Linked DNA regions of Mus musculus: regions 2 and 3 are each linked to region 1. Evidence: chromatin contacts called from public Hi-C and promoter capture Hi-C data. All regions are on one chromosome and are shown on one strand. The core of a region is the stretch at or near the end of the contact, and the rest is flanking DNA. Distances in the headings are between cores, read along the strand shown.

Evidence for each region. Promoter capture Hi-C pulls out the DNA fragments that hold promoters and counts their contacts. A called contact is a pair of places that touch in the nucleus more often than the background predicts.
Region 2: a promoter capture Hi-C map of neural stem cells shows a contact between it and region 1. The contact joins the enhancer-like site here to the promoter of Adamtsl2 in region 1. A contact is called at or near these places in 11 of 39 promoter capture datasets (the C10 cell line, the SN4741 cell line, cranial neural crest and 5 more), 4 of 484 Hi-C or Micro-C datasets (the HL-1 cell line, bone marrow-derived macrophages, cardiomyocytes and 1 more), 10 of 115 datasets of contacts at active chromatin or transcription factors (CD8 T cells, T-cell acute lymphoblastic leukemia, VIP interneurons and 7 more) and 4 of 9 other capture datasets (adipose tissue, embryonic stem cells, liver and 1 more).
Region 3: a Hi-C map of the N1E-115 cell line shows a contact between it and region 1, with 5 times the contacts expected there. The contact joins the promoter of Dbh here to the promoter of Adamtsl2 in region 1. A contact is called at or near these places in 19 of 39 promoter capture datasets (the 3T3-L1 cell line, 3T3-L1-derived adipocytes, the C10 cell line and 13 more), 2 of 15 datasets of contacts at CTCF or cohesin (large pre-B cells and pro-B cells), 6 of 484 Hi-C or Micro-C datasets (the N1E-115 cell line, cerebral cortex, cortical neurons and 3 more), 3 of 115 datasets of contacts at active chromatin or transcription factors (double positive thymocytes, embryonic basal ganglia and embryonic stem cells) and 4 of 9 other capture datasets (adipose tissue, liver, macrophages and 1 more).

What each region holds. Positions count from the first base shown.
Region 1 is chr2:27,077,934-27,081,184 of GRCm38.p6, forward strand. It overlaps Adamtsl2 (ADAMTS-like 2), which reads left to right and starts at 1,446. Exons shown (of 19, transcript NM_029981.2): 1 at 1,446-1,640.
Region 2 is chr2:27,197,274-27,200,524 of GRCm38.p6, forward strand. It overlaps Sardh (sarcosine dehydrogenase), which reads right to left. Exons shown (of 21, transcript NM_138665.2): 18 at 256-418. Among named protein-coding and RNA genes, the nearest start is that of Dbh, 33 kb to the left of the region's middle. Within about 2 kb of position 1,743, at least 52 of the 459 cell types and tissues checked have an H3K27ac peak or open chromatin away from gene starts, as enhancers often do. A contact at or near this core is called in CD8 T cells, double positive thymocytes, heart atrium and 1 more, where this site is marked.
Region 3 is chr2:27,163,776-27,167,026 of GRCm38.p6, forward strand. It overlaps Dbh (dopamine beta hydroxylase), which reads left to right and starts at 1,732. Exons shown (of 12, transcript NM_138942.3): 1 at 1,732-2,091. The coding sequence starts at 1,741.

The DNA of each region.
Region 1 (3,251 bases), core at 196-2,695:
GTCTGCCAGTGAGATCCTGTGCACATGTACATGCATGTGTGTGTGTGTGCTGTGTGTCAGGTTGTAGAATGTCTGTGCTTCTTCTTATTGGCCCCAGGGGGGCAGTGTGAGCCTGGATAAGGGTCATGGGAGGTCAGGGTGACAGAGAACAGAAGCTGAATACCTTAAGGTCAGTCACTACTGAACACCGGCAGAGTGAGAGCTGACCCTCTGCCCCCTGTCGCAGTCTAAGCTGGGAGAGCCAGCCAGCATCTTTGAAGAACCAGGCAGAAGGAGAGGGTGTGTGGCAGAGCAGCGCCGCAACCTGTATCTGTCACAACTTTGACTGGTGGCTTTAGCAGACCACTCCACTTCCCAGCCTCAGTTTCTCCTCGGTAAAGTACAGATGATGAAGATGCTTGTCACCTGACTCAAGCCTCACAGAGAGGCTGGGTGCTGATTGGTTTTTGCTGGTTGCTTTGTTCTTGGCTGCGGTCTGGTGGTCAGACACAAGACTTCCCCCAGGGTATCACTCTTAGCAGCCCAAAGAGGCAGCTGAAGAAGCTTATCATCTAGCACAGAGGGAGGGACAAGAGGGAGGGACAGAGAAAAGGAGAGGACTTCCAGTCCCCACTACAGGGACAGAGGCATGGATGAAATGGCTCAGCCAGCTTGTGGGATGTTGTTTCAGAATCACTTAGCATTTGAAGGTGCCTGTTTTCCAGGACGGGGTGCTTCAGAGAGCAGGAAATGTCAGAGCAGACATCTCATCATCCAAAGTCCTCTTGGATTCATAAGACTTCAGCTCTAGCTCAGCAGGGACAGAGCTCTTGAGTCCTGCTTGCTTGCCAATAGCTGCCCAGCTGCTGTGGGGTCCAGCCAAGCTGGTACCAAACATCTGCAGAATACCCCGTGCCGACGATCTTCCTAGACATCTGGTCGATAGGCTGTAGCCACCTCTTCCTCTCCCTGGAGCCATTGGTTGGTTGATCTCTGGATGTATCTCAGTTCCTCCGTTGTTCAGGTCTGTTTTCCAAGGACGGAGGGTGGCCTGCACCCGTGCAATGTCTGGACCTCTGTGTCTTCCCTGTGAACAGGAGCCGAAAGCCTGGACATCACATGGTTTCCAGCCTTCTCTGGAAGCTGAAGTTAGATGGGTGGGTCAAGGGGGCTCCGCTCCACCACTGCCAACCTCCCTCCACATGACCTCAGGCTAATTGATCCATTAGGGTCAGTCACTCTGGACCTAGGCAAGCCAGTCTCAGGCTCACTCACTGATCCTGGACTGTGGCAGCAGCAGCCAGCAGGCAGCTGGACAGCCTGGCCATACTCCAGAGGAGCAGAGCGGGTTAAAGTGTGCGCCCGGCCAGCCGCCAGCAGGCTGGGCGGGGGAGCAGCGGTGGGAAGTGTGAGTTCCTCCCCGTCTGCCTGACAGCTATAAAGGCAGCTGCGGCCACAGAGCAGCCACTGGGCTGAGAGCCCCTCCTGGGAACCCCCTCCCTTGAATGCTCTTTGAAGTGGGAGAGGGAGGCAGCTGGGGAAGCAGGACCAGAGACAGGCAGAGCCCGCACATCTCTGCACTCACCTTCCTGCACCGTGCACCTGGCAGTAGCTCTCACCCTTTTCTCTAAAAGGAGGACAACCTGCTGACCCTGGGTGAGGTAGGCCACTACATACTTGTCCCTGCTCATACTGTGGTCTTTGGGAGGTGTGAGATGTAGCTTATCCCAGACCAGCCAAGCTGTTCAGAATGGGGGCCGGGGGATGTCCCAGCCCCTGGTGAGGGTATTCAACCACAGAGAAAGGGGGGAACAACCTATGCCACACAGTGGCAGGGTGGTCCTGAGGCAACAACCTTGGTACTAGCAGTTGCTGTCTGGTCTGCAAAGCCATGCTGTGGTGGGCCTGTTGAAGGTTTTGGACCCTAGGGAGAGATGGATCCTGTTTGAGCTGGACTTGGCTGGAATCCAGCAGTGTCTGGGAGCCTTAATGAAAACCAAGTGTGAGGCTGACTGGGCACCTGTCTTTGGCAGCAGCAGGGACTGGGGAGCCATGGAGGCTAATGGGACTGTGTGAGATGGGGACTCTGTGCTGGAGTGAAAATAGGGACTCAGATGGAGACCTTCAGTGTCGGGGGTGGGTGGACGTAAGGGTGATGCTGACCAAGCTCCTGGACACCTGCAGGAGAAGGAGGGAGGGAGGGAGAAAAAAAGGGAGAGGGAGAAGGACAGAAGGACAGTAGGACAGTAGGACAGTTGGTATCAGGGCTTCGAGGGTGCTGACCATTTCCAGACTTTCTTCCCCTGGAATTGCTGGGTGCGACTGAGTCCCTAAGTTTGCTCTGTGGTGTGTGTGTGTGTGTGTGGTGGGGGAGGGGGCAGTAGGCTACCTTGTTGTGTGGCTTTGGGCAAGCTGCCTCTTTTTTCTGAAGCCCATTGTCTAACTCACCAGCAGATGACACCCACCTGGGACAAGCTACATTAGCTTCCTTTCTAGGACAGGGTTTAAATTGAGGTGCGCAGCAGCCATTCTGAGAGTTGGAGCAGCAAGGCTGGAAGCTCTCTTGATTTGATTCACCGTAACCCTTGGTGGGTGTTTGGGTTTGAGGGGCTGTTTTGTTGGAAGGGAATCAGGAGCCAGGTGCAGGCTGTACCTCCTTCTGCCCCTCCTCCATATCTCTGTTCTCTCAAGAGAGAAGGGCCCTGAGACAAAGTTTGGAGCTAAGACGAAAGGATGGAGACTTACCATCCAGAGACTACCCCACCCGGGGATCCATCCCATAATCAGCCACCAAACCCAGACAATATTGCATATGCCAGCAAAATTTTGCTGAAGGGACCCTGTTATAGCTGTCTTGTATGAGGCTATGCCAGTGCCTGGCAAATACAGAAGTGGATGCTCACAGTCATCTATAGGATGGAACACAGGGCCCCTAATGGAGAAGCTAGAGAAAGTACCCAAGGAGCTGAAGGGGTCTGCAACCCTATAGGTGGAACAACAATATGAACTAACCAGTACCCCGGAGCTCATGTCTCTAGCTGCATATGTAGCAGAAGATGGCCTAGTTGGCCATCATTGGGAAGAGAGGCCCCTTGGTCTTGCAAACTTTATATGCCCAGTACAGGGGAATGCCAGGGCCAAGAAGTAGGAGTGGGTGGATAGGGGAGCAGGGCGGTGGGGGGGAGGGTATAGGGGACTTTCAGGATAGCATTTGAAATGTAAATAAAGAAAATATCTAATAAAAAAGAGAGAGAGGAGGGCCCAGACCCCTG
Region 2 (3,251 bases), core at 493-2,992, 120 kb after region 1:
ATGGTGCTGAATTTGAGCCCTTCCCACTGAGGCTGCTCCTTCAGGATCCCAGATAGTGCCTCACCTCTCAGAGTCCAGGTGAGTGCAGGTATTGGGACCCCATGCATAGATGGGGGGGGGGGATGTTGAGAAATTGCACAAGGCTGGGAGATAGAGGGACTTATGAGGTGAAAATCTAAACACCAGTGACAGGAGTGTCCTCGGCTTTCTGGTGCCTTGACTGGCTTCCCAAGGCCATATCAACCTTGGGCTCACCTTTCTCGATGCTCAGGGAGTCGATGGCACGGTAGCCTGCGTTGACTAGGCCATGCCTCGCACCTGCAGCCATCACAGCCCGGTACACTGGCAAGCAGGATGCCCGGGGTACATGCAGCTCCCATCCCAGCTCCCCGACAAAGGACAGCCTGATGGCCCGGACCTAGGAAGATGAGGGCATGGGTTAGATACAGCTGCCTCAGGTTGCCTTGCCCAGGCACAGGCTGCCACTTGCCAGCAGTCACTGAGAAATGGGACTTTCTGAGGAGTGTTCACAGAAGCTGAGCTGGGAATCTTCAAATGAAAGAGAAGAATTGAATGCAGAGAAAGGGAGACAGTCTCCACCCTACCCCCCCCCCCACCTCACCTCAGGAGTGACCAGCAGGTTCCCTGTGGTCAAGCTGGTGACCAGAAACTGGGTGGGCTTAAACAGATAACAATGAGCTCCAAGTCTATTCTGGGGGTTCACAGCTTTAGATCAGGGTGTGGTCAAGCCATGCCTAGGGGCTCAGGAAACAACTTCCTGGTTTCTTCCAAAGCAAGGGCTCCAGCAATGGTCCAGGGGTACCTGTGTCACTCAGTATCTGCAGCCCTCCTTCCACTGCCACCATGCCCTTATTTCCTCAAGACACTTTTGCCAGGTGCTTTGTCACAGCAGCAAGATGGTGACTATGCGCACTCCCTCATTCAGTCCCATCTGCCAGGACCTTATCTCCAAATATGGCCACAGCCACAGGTTCTGCCATCATGAGCCCAGGCTCTCATTTTAAAAAGCCTCCAGCCTCTTCCACCCATGGAAAGCAGGTGGGAAGTTGATAGTTCATGTCCTGCCTGGGCCAATTCAGGGTCCTGAATACATCATTCTAGAAGCCACATGAACGAATAATGTGGGTTCCAGAAACTGGGGCTCACAAACAAAGGAATGATATCACCATTTATCTGCTGCCCCCATGCTGAGACCTTCACACACATCCCACTTAATCATAGCCATGCAGGAAGGGCATTGAGGCCCATGTGGGAAGAGCTGGAGTCAGGGAGGGCATTTCCACACCCACACAGCCAATACAATGGCTCCCTTCCTCAGAAGATACAATCTTCCAAACTTTTAGGTACATGTACCAAGCCCAATCAACCAAACAGCTGATGCCCACTTCCCCAGCCTTCAGGCAGGTTGTGAGATGTGTGAGTGAGTGCCCCAAGAGTGCACACCAGCCCAGGATCACTGCTCAGCTCATCAAAGGGATGTGGGAGGGCTCAAAACACCGCACAAATAGAGGTGGCCAGGCCAGCGCTGCTGCCCCTGTGCTGGCTGGGCAAAGGAGCTACCCTGCTGTCTGACCACTAAGCCAGCACCTTATGACCCTGCTAGTCTAATCACACAGCCACTGAGAAACTGGGTTCTTGAGGCCTTTGAAGCAGGCTGGCCTTGTGAAAAATAAACCTTAAACTGATGCAGAAACAGTGCTGTTGACATTTCCTGTCTCTCTGTGCAAGCTGTGGGCCCCTGACAAAGACGGCCTTGTCACCAGGGTGCTAATTTTAGACAGCCCTGAAGGAGCTTGGGGCTCAAAGCCAGTGTCATTTTGAAGCAGGGAAAGTCATTTGAAAGTGCACCCAGCCTCCCTGTTCAGACACTTCTCATCCAGCCGAGCACACAGGTGGGTGATGACCATGGATGCTTGAGATCACCTGACCTCAGTGGGACGCAAGGTAGCCAACTTCTGGGTCTCCGCTACAAAGCCACGTGGCCCATGGCAGGTGCCAAGAAGAAAATCCAGAGAGAAGGTGGTAGGCCCTTCTCCCTACTGGCACAGGGAGAATTTGGAGAAGTTTGTGTACCTTCTAGATCCATAGATCATGAGTGCCTGGGTGCCTTACATTTTTCCCAGGGCAGATCTCATTTCCTCCCATAGTGGCACACAAGGATGGAACAAGACTGAGAACAAACTCATTTTTCTCACCACTATGGGCCAGACACCTCCATGCTACCTCGAAGGCCTTTGTGGCCCATCTAAGCAATGTGCTTCAGGCAGGGTTTGTGAGCAGCAGGATTACAGAGAACTCCATGCCTGGCATAGATTCACCTGCCATCAGATGCTGGCCCAGGCACTTGCACCACCGTGTTCATTGCTGCTTGAGGAAATGGAACCAGCCAAGATGGCCATCACTGAATGGACGGATGGTACATAGAAAAACCAGTCCTGCCTGGTGCTGCTGGTGGCGCACTCAGGAGGTAGAAGTGGGTGGATCTCTGTAATTTGAGGCTAGCCTGTTCTACAGATAGAGTTCCACAACAGCCAGAGCTACATAGAGAAATCCTGTCTCAAAAAAAAACCAAAGCAAAGTATTTGTCTCAAAAAAAAAAATTAAAATTAAAAAAAAAAATCTTTCACACCCAGCAGTGGTGGGGCACGCCTTTAATCAGAACAGTCAGAAAGCAGAAGTGAGTGGATCTCTGAGTTCCAGGCCAGCCTGGTCTACAGAGTGAGTTCCAGGACAGCCTGGTCTACAGAGTGAGTTCCAGGACACAGAGAAACCCTGTCTCGGAAGAACAAAACAAAACAAAATCTGTTTTTTTTTTCTTTTTTTAAGCGAAGCAGGGTGGAGGTGGTAACTCTTTGGGTAAAGGCTCCTGAGTGCCACCTCCAGGATCAACACAATGGAAGAACAGCATTGACTCCTCCAGGTTGTCCTCTGACCCCCACAGACGTGCCATGACACATGTGTCCTCACACACACAAAATAGTAATGACAATTGTAATTTAGAGTTTAATGCTGGCGAGGATGTAGAGAAGTCAGAAGTTTTATGTTTGCTCGCAGGGCCATGAAATGGTGCTGTTACCATGAAGAGTGTAACACCCTCTTAAAATTTTAAAGTAGACCTAGGTGGTGTGGCCCGCCTTGTATGTAGATGCCAGCCCAGCCCCCAGCATGGGAGGCAGAGCTCACAGAGGGATTCTCACACTGCTATCACACAGAGCAGCCAGCTGAAGCGG
Region 3 (3,251 bases), core at 482-2,981, 86 kb after region 1:
TTTTGGGGTCCCTGAATGCTGTCTTGTCTGTGCCCTACCCTGCCCTGCCCTACCACAGATGGCTGCGTGACCCTGGGAACCCATCTTCCCCTCTGTGTGGTTCTATCTCCTTGTGTGTCAGATGGGGACAACCACAGGCTGGTCTCTCAAAGCCAGCAAAGCAGGCAGGCCTGCTTCCCTCCCCTGGTAACTACGAAGACTGGGTAATTGTTACTTCTGAAGTTGGCTGAATCACTTCTGCCAGCGTTCCAGCCTTGTTCCTAGCTGCAGAACGGGAGTGCTTTTTGAATCTGTTAAAAATAAATGTGTGTGTGTGTGTGTGTGTGTGTGTGTGTGTGTGTGTGTGTGTCACTCTGCTGTTTACTAAGAACCATGCTTCTCCTCTGAGCATCGAGCGCAACTGTTGCTCTCAGGCTGGATCCAGGAAAGGGACACTACTTGCTGCAGTCAGACTCCTGCTCAGCAGCCCTACCCTTCTTAGGAACCGACCTGGCCCTCGCTGCCCCAGGTGGCCCTAAGAGCTCATTGAAAACCAGGATGTGGCTAGCTAAGCCACACCCCACTCAGAGCCTGTGACTCTTGTCCTAGCTTGTGCAGAACAATGTGCCCATTAGCCCTGGTCATTCTGCCTATCTGCTTTCCAGAGCAGAGTTGGGACTATCTGGAGATCTCACCTGTGTGCAGGACTGAGGTCCCGTTTCCTCTGTAGAACAGAGCTCAGTGAAGAATCGGCCTTGCTGGCCAGAGGCTCAGGCTGGGCTACTGTGTTTCTGAGAAAGAAGCAGGAAGAAAAAGAGGGAGAGAAGGAAGGAGAGAAGGACTCACAACTAGGTTGGAGGGACCTATAGTCACAGTGAGGTACAGAGGTGGATGGCTTTGGATACAAGCAGCAGACCAAGTAGAATTTCCTGGTGTTGGAGGTATGGACAGTACTGGTTCTCATCATGAGACAGACAGGGCTGAGCAATAGGAAGGCCAACCTGTGCAGGGGCCCTATGGCAGGTTTGGGAGGGACAGCGCTGGGTACAGCTGACCTGAGAAGCAAGAGGAAGCCCTGGGTTTGAGAGCTTCAGGGAGATGGGAACAGGTATGTCCCCCACCCTCCTTTCCCCTAAGTACTGTCCCTACAGCCACGAGAGCCCATTCACCCCTTTCTGCCTGCCCTGCTGTCTCTGCACCCACTCCTTCTGTAGCAGCCGTGGCGCCAGCTGGAGCCCGTGGGGAAACAGGAGAAAAAGTGGGAACAGCCGGCCTTGGAGAGAGTGTCTAAACACGGACTATTTGGGGACTGCCTTTTATTTTTAGTTTGAAACTTATCCACCCCCCAGTATTGTTAAAAACAAGAGCCAGGAACCCACCACTCACTGTCACTCAGGAAAGAGCCCCTTAGACCTCAGTTGGAGCAGGTGGAGAGGACCTGGTATCTGGCTGCCTATGAGGCCCTCCGCAGGGCGTGGCTGGAGGTGTCCTTAGGACCTATGTCTGCAGAGAGTAGCTGTTTCCAACAGGCGTCAGAGATTTGTTGGAGGACATCAGCCACTCTGCTTCGATTCTCCTGAAGATGTCCATGTGTCATTAGTGCCAATTAGGGGAGATGTGTTTGCCCCAGGGCATGGACTGGTGGGAGGGCCACCAAGACAATTCAATTCCCCACCAGACAAATGTGATTAGGTGCAGCCTGGCCCAACCCCACTGGACAGGCATAAATGGCAGAGTGGGGTTGGGGTGCTCATCCCTGCCATGCAAGCTCATCTCAGCCACCAGCCTTGTTGGAGCAGCCTCCCAAGCCCCAGTGTCCGTGAGGCGGCTTCCATGTACGGCACTGCTGTGGCCATCTTCCTGGTCATCCTGGTGGCTGCACTGCGGGGCTCGGAGCCTCCAGAGAGCCCCTTCCCCTACCACATCCCCCTGGACCCCGAAGGGATTTTAGAGCTCTCATGGAACGTCAGCTATGTCCAGGAGATCATCCACTTCCAGCTCCAGGTGCAAGGGCTGAGGGCTGGGGTCCTGTTTGGAATGTCAGATCGAGGAGAGATGGAGAACGCAGATCTCATCATGCTCTGGACTGATGGGGACAGGGCCTACTTTGCGGTGAGTCCTCTGCCATCTTTCTGTCTTGTCCTCACGTCCATACCCCCCCCACACACACACACACAAGCTGGCTAGCTTCATACAGCCCTGCTCTACAGTCAGCAAAGAAAGCTTGCCTACTGCTTCTGTGTTTGATGTCACTAATCTGAATTAAGCCCTTCAGCGTCATAAGGACACTCACTAGAGAATGGAACAGTAAGTAGTCTCTCCTTGAAATCCTTGACTACACCCCCAAATAATGGTTGCAGCAATCCTAAGGACAGTAAGGGCAGATGGAGGACCCACATGCCATGAGTCCCCACCCACCCACACACACATGAGTAGAGACCCTGCATATCCTCCAGTTTTACAAATAGCAACTCCATGCCACACTACCAGTACATGTGCACCTGTTGTGGGCCAGGTGGCATATGGCTGAATAGAGCAGGCAGTATGCACACCAGCTTGGGACACAGAAACACGCCTTCTGTGCTATACTCAATGATGGTAAAGGTAGACACAGATACCACTGCAACCCGGGTGTGGGACAACCCCATCCTCACCACACAAGCTGAGCCCAGGCCAACAGAATGCCTCTGGTTCCTTCTGTTCAAAAGCTACCTGAACATCTGCATGCTAGGGTAGCAAACAGGAAATCTCCTACAGACCGGAGCATCCTTCAGGGCCCCTACAAGCTACAGGGATCAGTAGACGGAGGATAGATACCCACACATATCCTCTGTGGTTCTACTCTTTGTCCTCCTACCTCTACAGAGGGATGGACCATCAGGGCCTCTTCGGGATAGAATCTAACTCTGCATCTACAAGAGAAGAGATGGTTTCTTTATCCGATCATGTTTCTTCTTCATACTAGGCTAGCCTCAGCTTTGTGTTAATCCTCCTGCCTCAGCTTCCCCAGTGTTGGGATTATAGGTGTGAGCTACTAAACCTGACTAGGAGATGCTCTCTTGAGCTGAGCATGGCAGCAGCCACTCTCCCTGTTTCACAGTGAGGCCAGGCATTGGCTCAGAACTGTCAGGCAGGGTGACAGAGCAGGGCTGGCTGTACAGTGGCTCTGGAATCACAGTCTGTCTGAGGTGTGTGGGAGACAGAAGAGACTTGTTGGGTCCCAGTGGGGCTGACATTCCTTTCCCCCTTCGGGGTGCAGCTTTTTCAAGCTG